Linked DNA regions of Gossypium hirsutum: region 1 is linked to region 2. The links are chromatin contacts, called in public Hi-C maps. All regions are on one chromosome and are shown on one strand. The core of a region is the stretch at or near the end of the contact, and the rest is flanking DNA. Distances in the headings are between cores, read along the strand shown. Region 1 holds the start of LOC107888773 (LEAF RUST 10 DISEASE-RESISTANCE LOCUS RECEPTOR-LIKE PROTEIN KINASE-like 1.2). Region 2 holds the start of LOC107888770.

Region 1 (3,560 bases), core at 1,006-3,505, 160 kb before region 2:
GATGAAGAGTAGAGTTTAAGGGAATGTAAGCATACCAGGCTTGCAGACAGGATATCGAGATTCATTCATCAAGTTGGAGCATTTCTCTACAAGGTTGTCGCATCTTTCACAGAAAATTGCAGGAAAATCATACACCACATTAAATCCAAATCTCCACTCTTCAAGCATATATTCATTCCTTTCAGTCTGGAGTTCATCAAAACTGCTCTGACTAACCTGAACTTGAACATTCGTACCACAAGAGTTGCTAAAGTCTCTATAAGTATCCCTTTCACTTAAATCATCCGCATAAAAAGAAAGTAACTCAGGGGAGCACGGAAATATAATAGGACGTTGGGGTACGTTGGAGCAATTGTAAAACAAAGTACGGTGTCGATTTGTTGGAGGATGGGTTAAGAAAGAGTCATTTATGGTGATATTGATGGGATTTGGAAGACAACTCTTTCCCATAAATCGTTTCTAACAATACTCATTGTAAAAGTGGAGTGTTTTAAGTACATGAGTCGGTATTCGTTCCCACCAATATGTATGATAGGCTGGGGATCCTCACATTTGCTCAACACGAAGCCATCTTGGTGACAGAGTTGAGGCCTATCATCCTTGGAAAAAGGAAACATGAGGTTGTGTATGTCTCCACAGCTAAAAGCATCAAAGCATTGGGCAAAATTTTCATCATCTTGGCTATATAATAGTGGGATAAGGAAGAAGATGGTTAAGAAGAAGGTGAAGATGGAAATGGCAAGAGTTGAAAGGCACAGTTGATAATGCATTCTTGAAGTTTTTGAAGAGACATGAATTGGTATACGATATATATGTTTGTTGATTAAAGTAATAAAAGTAGACGACGTGTTATCTTTTTTTGTATATCAATACGTAAATGTAGGACTTTTCCATGGAAGAGAAAGGAAGGCATAGCGATGGCTGTTGTTGACTTTGACCTAGGCTATGGTGGATTGATAAACGCGATGCAGTAATTCTAAGACGAGAAATGTCATCCCTGGAGATTAGAAACCAGCTGTATAATGGAGGCTTCCTATTATATCATCATATTACGTCTTACAATCAAACTAAAGACAAGAGGAGTAGAGCTTTCAAATGGGTTTATGCGAGCCTCCACGAGAAGAAAAACATTACCTCAAGCAATACTAATAACCCATTGCAAGTGCCAAGATAGAAAATCATTATATCAAGCAGTTAATGAACTTTGCTATGCTTCTCTAAATAGTTGAATAGATAAATAGTTTAAGAAGAAGCAAACATACCAGAAACCACACAGGATTTAGAGCAAGGGTGGTCGGGGCAAAAGCATAAGAAATCAAGCGATGAACTATTAGATCCACATACTCCACCTGAATTCCTGCATGCCAAACATGAAATCATGTCCTTTTGATACATTACTTCAAACCCTTTATTCCAAGCACCCACTATATTGTCAGGTTCATTCCAGAGTTCATCAAATTCGCTTTGATTAACCGGAACTATGATACTGGTGTCACAATCCGTGAGCTCCGAACGGTGAAGTCTGGACAATGATTCATCCAGGTAATAGGCATAGGTGTTGCCGTTGGATGTAGTAGTACCGCAATTAAATCTATGTTGGAAAGGTATATCATCTTCAAGAGGGCAGCCGTAGAATATAGTGAGATTTCGAATGGTTGCAGCAAAATCAAAGAGGTTGTGGTTTAATGAGATGTTATGGAATTGTTGAGGACAAGGATCTTCCCAGGTATCAACAGGTGCAATGGTCATCAGGGGAGGACGACTGATGTTCAATACATGAAATCTCTGGGTTTTAATGGTGATGACAGGGGACTGATTTTGTTGGCAAATGAGCTCGAACCCGTGATGACCGCAGTAACTAGGGCGCAGAGGAGGGCTCCAGAAAGGGTATCCGATGCCTTGTAAAGTACCACAATTGAATGTCTAATTGCATTCCAAGAACAGGCCGTGGTCATCGGAATAAGCTACGGGGAGAACAAGTAAGATGAAGAAGAAGAGATAGGTGTCCATTAATGGAAGATGATGAGAGTGAGAACAAGTGGAGAAATGAAGGATGAATTATTGGCAAGTAAAGAATGATAAAGAAACCATATTGAAAGAGAGGAGCAAATTAGCAGCATTGGGTAATATGATAGAAACAGGGGCATGGGGTAGGGCTGCTTGTATTGACAAACAAAGGCAAAAGCATCTCGGAGGAGTGATAGATGATAGAGACGGCTGAGCAATTCCCATTTTCTTTTTGTCTAGAAATTTTTAAGGTGGGAGAGTCGGAACTGATACAATATATTAATAAAGCAAACATTTCTTCTAATAAAATTACAATCTTAATTTACGAAACCATTTTTTATTTTTGAAAAATATGAGTGGATTTTAAAAATAAAAATAAAGTTGTTACCAATCTTTTTGTTTGAGTGTGATTGGATCAACTTATAAAACACTTTGTTTTATTTAAAATATTAATTTTGGCCTATGAAATAATAGAAAATAGGTTCAGGAGTTGATTACATACAATGAAGGATTAGCACCCTCGTCACGCCCAAAATTGATACCAATTGATTAATTAATGTCCTAACGTTAAAAATTTGAAAAAATGTTAAAATATGATCCCTTTAAAAATGCGCGAACAACTCGATTTGGATTTTAAGATTCTCTTTTTCCGAAAGAACAAAATATCACATCCAATATGTTAGGATACGACATTTTAAACCCTCGAAACCAAGATCATCTCATGGTTTACAAAACTCATTCCTCAAAAACAAAAAGGATATTCAATTATTTGGTCAAATAAAAAATCAACACCCAGCACGTTGGGGCACTATTTTCCGAATTTTCAAACACAAAATATTGTCGTGTTTTTTTAATTTAAGAAAGCACAGACGAAATTTTAAAAGGATACTTAGTTATTTGGTCAAGCAGAAAATCGAAACCCAACTCGTTAGGGTACGATTTCTCGAATTTCCAAACACGAAATATTGCTTTATTTTGAGAAGTTTTCGAATAAGCAATTATAAAACTGGCTCAAAATATATTCGTTTAGTTTACTTAAGGATAGAAGGCAATCGATATTGGGCGAAAATTGGAATTCAAAACCTAATGTAATAATAAGAAACATACAAGCATAGTATTGAGCATGAAATAAAAATACCTAGCAATAATATTACATGAATGATAAAAAATAAAAAAAAAACACAAAGGAACAAATTAGGGTACATATAATGACAACCCATCATATACTATACAAATACTAATATTAATAACTGAAGGCTAATGAATTAAAAGCCAATTTAAAAGAAATTCCAAGCAAATTATACAAATGAAATATAACAAATTTTAAAATAAAATAATATGAATAAAAGAAAATTTGAAAACATCACTATACAAACAGTACAAAAAATTTTAAAACAAGTAATAGATATAAAAGTTTAAAATAGGTAAAAAGATAAAAATAAATAATATATTAAATAGTAATATACAAATAAATTTTAAAATAAATATTATAAGGTAAGTAATATACAAAATAATACATACGTCAATCTACATAAATAATATACGTAAAATAA
Region 2 (3,536 bases), core at 694-3,193:
AAGGATGGAACATAACTGGGGCCCTAATTGACGATGATTATGCGGGCATGAAAATGAGCTTCTTCTCGTCAGAGGAGCATGCTTTATAAAACCCATACGAAAATGTTTGGAAGAGAAACACAGGGTTGTAATACATCAAACTCGGCCTAGACGTTATGGTCGAATCTGGAAGGTTACATTAATAAATTGAAACTTTAGTCATTTGTTTTCAAAATGTATCTTATTCTGAAACCAAAAATTGTAGATTTTACAAAAACTTGCCATAACTTTTTGGTAAGAGAATTTGTCATTCGTAAAATGTTTAGGTTAACCTTTGAATCGTATGCTTATAAAACTTGATTTTTATAAAATCATCACGCTTTAGTTACTTGCTTTGTAAAACACATAATCCCGATTAAAACTTTGCAGCAAAAAAAATTCTTAGAGTTGTTTAACTTTCAACATCTCAAATGGCGCCTTCAAACATTGGCTCGAATGCCAACTATCACTGGGCTAGAACTTTAGTTTAGCAAACCACGCGACCTTAGGTAATTTCTTTATTGCAAATCTACCTAAGTTAGCTTAGCTCTCGAAAGATGAGAATTCTCCCAAAAATTCTCTAAGGCAACAAAAAGTACAGCGAAAGCAACTCGAAACGAAAAAGCAATGAGACAATTGAAAAGTCATAAGAAAGTGATGCACTCAAGATCCTTGAGTAAATGTTCTCAATATATTCTTTAACTCTGAAAGAATGAAGAATAATGGGATTCAATGGGATTAATAAAAATGAAAGAGGAGGCATCTATTTATAGTTGAGCTCGCCCAGATCCAACGGTACAAATTGAGTTGCATCGGCAGTTGAGATTAGAGCCTATCTACAATTAAAAGTCCTAAGGGATTTAAACTCTATACATCTTTATCCCTTGGGATTTACATTATTTACTCTAGTAACTCTAGTTTTACTCGAGTTTTTCACTGCGTCACCAAAATTTCAAGTAGATGGGCTTCTCCATGGGTTCCATGAATCAAGCCAGTCCAAGTGGGTCAAATGAGCCCCATTTAGTAAGTTGACCTCTATGGGATGTTCTGTGGGCAATGGTCACGAGCTTTGATCCGCAGCCCGTGACAATTGCATCAACCAAGACCACATCTATAAGGGTAAGACATAGGTCCCACATAATCACGTTTTAGGCAAGGCCACTGTATAACATTCCTTTCTACTTAAGGGCAATTGTTATGCCAACACCTCACAAGCTCGCAGCACAACACTTCAACCTCACGAGATACTTCACGAGCTAGGGTTGCCTACGAGAACAAAATCCTTTTGAGATCCTCCATCTCGCAAACCCACGGTAAGGTGAGCACCCACTATGGGTACCACACCTTTGACAGAGGCATTATACTTATCATTTGTATATCGTGTTTACTTATTGTCCTAACCTGACAACCCACACCTAAAAGAAATTGATGTTAATAAGTCAACTAAGCCTTAGGGAATACAATACCAATAAGAAAATGACATATGACACCTTGAGAAGGACCGATGGTTTCCTTTATAAGATTTCTAGGGCTAAAGAATCTCTCTCTCTCTCCTCTCTTTCTCAACCACTTGTCCTCCACCCTAGCACTCATAGTAAGCTCTACAAGTCTTTACCCACTCGTTAAATTATCATCAACCAAGGCAATCCCAATATCAACAAATCTAAAATTAAGATAACTAAAGTGACAAAATTTATAATAAAAAAAATAAAAATAGAAGTCTCCTCAAACTTGAATGATTATAACTTTTCAATCCTTTAACCTAAAAATTTCACTTTAGTGAGATATTTTTTAAAAAGATAAAATTATAAACATTTTATCCACCAGTAAGCAAAGTGACCAAACAAAGAGTTCTTTCCGCAAAGTGAGTAAATAATAGTTTAAAAGAAAAATAAAACATAAAATTACAACTTTTTTGTAGGATCAATAGAATAAGTAACCGAATCGGAGGCTTTCTAGTTTTTACATATTCATTCTCAAGAGTGACCACCACACCATTAATAATTGCGTTGAAATGAATGAATCAAAATTTAAAAAACTTGGAAGCCAATTGCTGACAACTGTTGACCAAACATACCTTCTTTGAGAAGAGAAGATCAAAGCAACTCTCTCTCTCCATTTCTTTGCCTGAAAGGCTGAAACAACAAGATTCAAACTTAGGAAGTTGTTAGCAGTTGTTGGGTCATTCTCATTTCTGAGTAACGAAGAGATGGTGAAGCTCAATCCCAACTGGGAACTCAAAAACTGCTGTAACCATGAACAAGTTGTCTTTCTTGTCACTGTAGCTGTCTGCACTGTTGTTATACTTGCGGTACTCTCTACCCTTTTTCCAAATCTCTTGGGTTAATTTGCTCTACTTAAAAGTAGGAAACATTGGGTGATTTGAAGTAAAGTTGTTAGTGGTTTACTTAGTACATTACTAAAAGCAGATGGGTATTTATTTGTTGGTTGCATTTAATTTGAATGTTGGATTTGTTTAAAGCTAAGCCTGCTTCTGGTAATTGGAGTCAATGTGTCTGGGGTTCGTACTTCAATGCCTAAAACCCCTTCCCTATCCTTAGATTGCTGCATCCTCTGTACAAAAGGAAGGCTATAATTTAGGGTTAAGGGATTAGATTTCACTTTTTTTCTTTTTGGGGTTCAACGATTAGATTTCATTTAGGAAAAAGAATAAATTTCAAGAACAAAAATATATTGATTTTAATGTATGGTGCTTCTAACTTGGTAATTTAGATACAAAATATAGATTTCAGTTCATCCTGTTCCAACTTGTGCTAAAGCTGAGCCAATTTCAGATGTGAAATTGACTCATCGAACTTTATTGGTTTATGACAAAAGAGGGTTTATTGAACCTATATAAATTATCTTGTAATTATTTTTTACCTGAAATTCAGTCATGTGGAAAGACTTTTATACTCTGATTGCAAATTACTATTATGCTGATTAGATGTCTTATTGAATGCTATTAGAATTTGGATTTGAATTTTTGGAAGTAGTGTATATTGAGTAGCAAACTATGAAATCTATGGATGTGTTAGATGTCTATTTAGTAACGAATTTGAAATTCTTAAAATATTTTTAGATTTAACAACTCTATATTCTTTTTACTTTTCCAATATATATTATATTGAATCTCAACTAAATTGTCCATAATATATGTATTTCATTCTTACCATTTACATAATAAATAAAATCCAAATTTCCAATACCATGTTCCCAAAGGGAGCATTAAATTTTTTATTTGATCTTCGTAGCTGTGGAGGACGATACTATTGAGACCTTTCAAGCTTGTAACTGTATTCCTTCACGAGGCTAGCCATGCTATTGCTTGTAAACTCACATGTGGTCATGTAAGTATTTCTCTCTACTCCTACATGCCGTCTTGAGAATTTACTTTTAACATTTTTTTTTTATGACTGTTAGATAAATGCTTTGGATGGCAATGTAGCACTATAATGACTCTAGAAGATTAGACAGAGATAAATTTGAATGAGGTAGAGGAAACATGACAAGACAAG

What was found. Hi-C and Micro-C count contacts between places; a contact is called where the count stands out from the background.
Region 1: a contact with region 2 is called in a Hi-C map of leaf, with 1.8 times the contacts expected there. The contact joins the promoter of LOC107888773 here to the promoter of LOC107888770 in region 2. A contact is called at or near these places in 2 of 34 Hi-C or Micro-C datasets (both in leaf).

The regions. Positions count from the first base shown.
Region 1 is chrA09:45,849,254-45,852,813 of Gossypium_hirsutum_v2.1, reverse strand. It overlaps LOC107888773 (LEAF RUST 10 DISEASE-RESISTANCE LOCUS RECEPTOR-LIKE PROTEIN KINASE-like 1.2), which reads right to left and starts at 2,255. Exons shown (of 3, transcript XM_041077664.1): 1 at 1,263-2,255; 2 at 36-221. The coding sequence starts at 1,749.
Region 2 is chrA09:45,689,558-45,693,093 of Gossypium_hirsutum_v2.1, reverse strand. It overlaps LOC107888770, which reads left to right and starts at 1,943. Exons shown (of 10, transcript XM_016812972.2): 1 at 1,943-2,329; 2 at 3,273-3,368. The coding sequence starts at 2,228.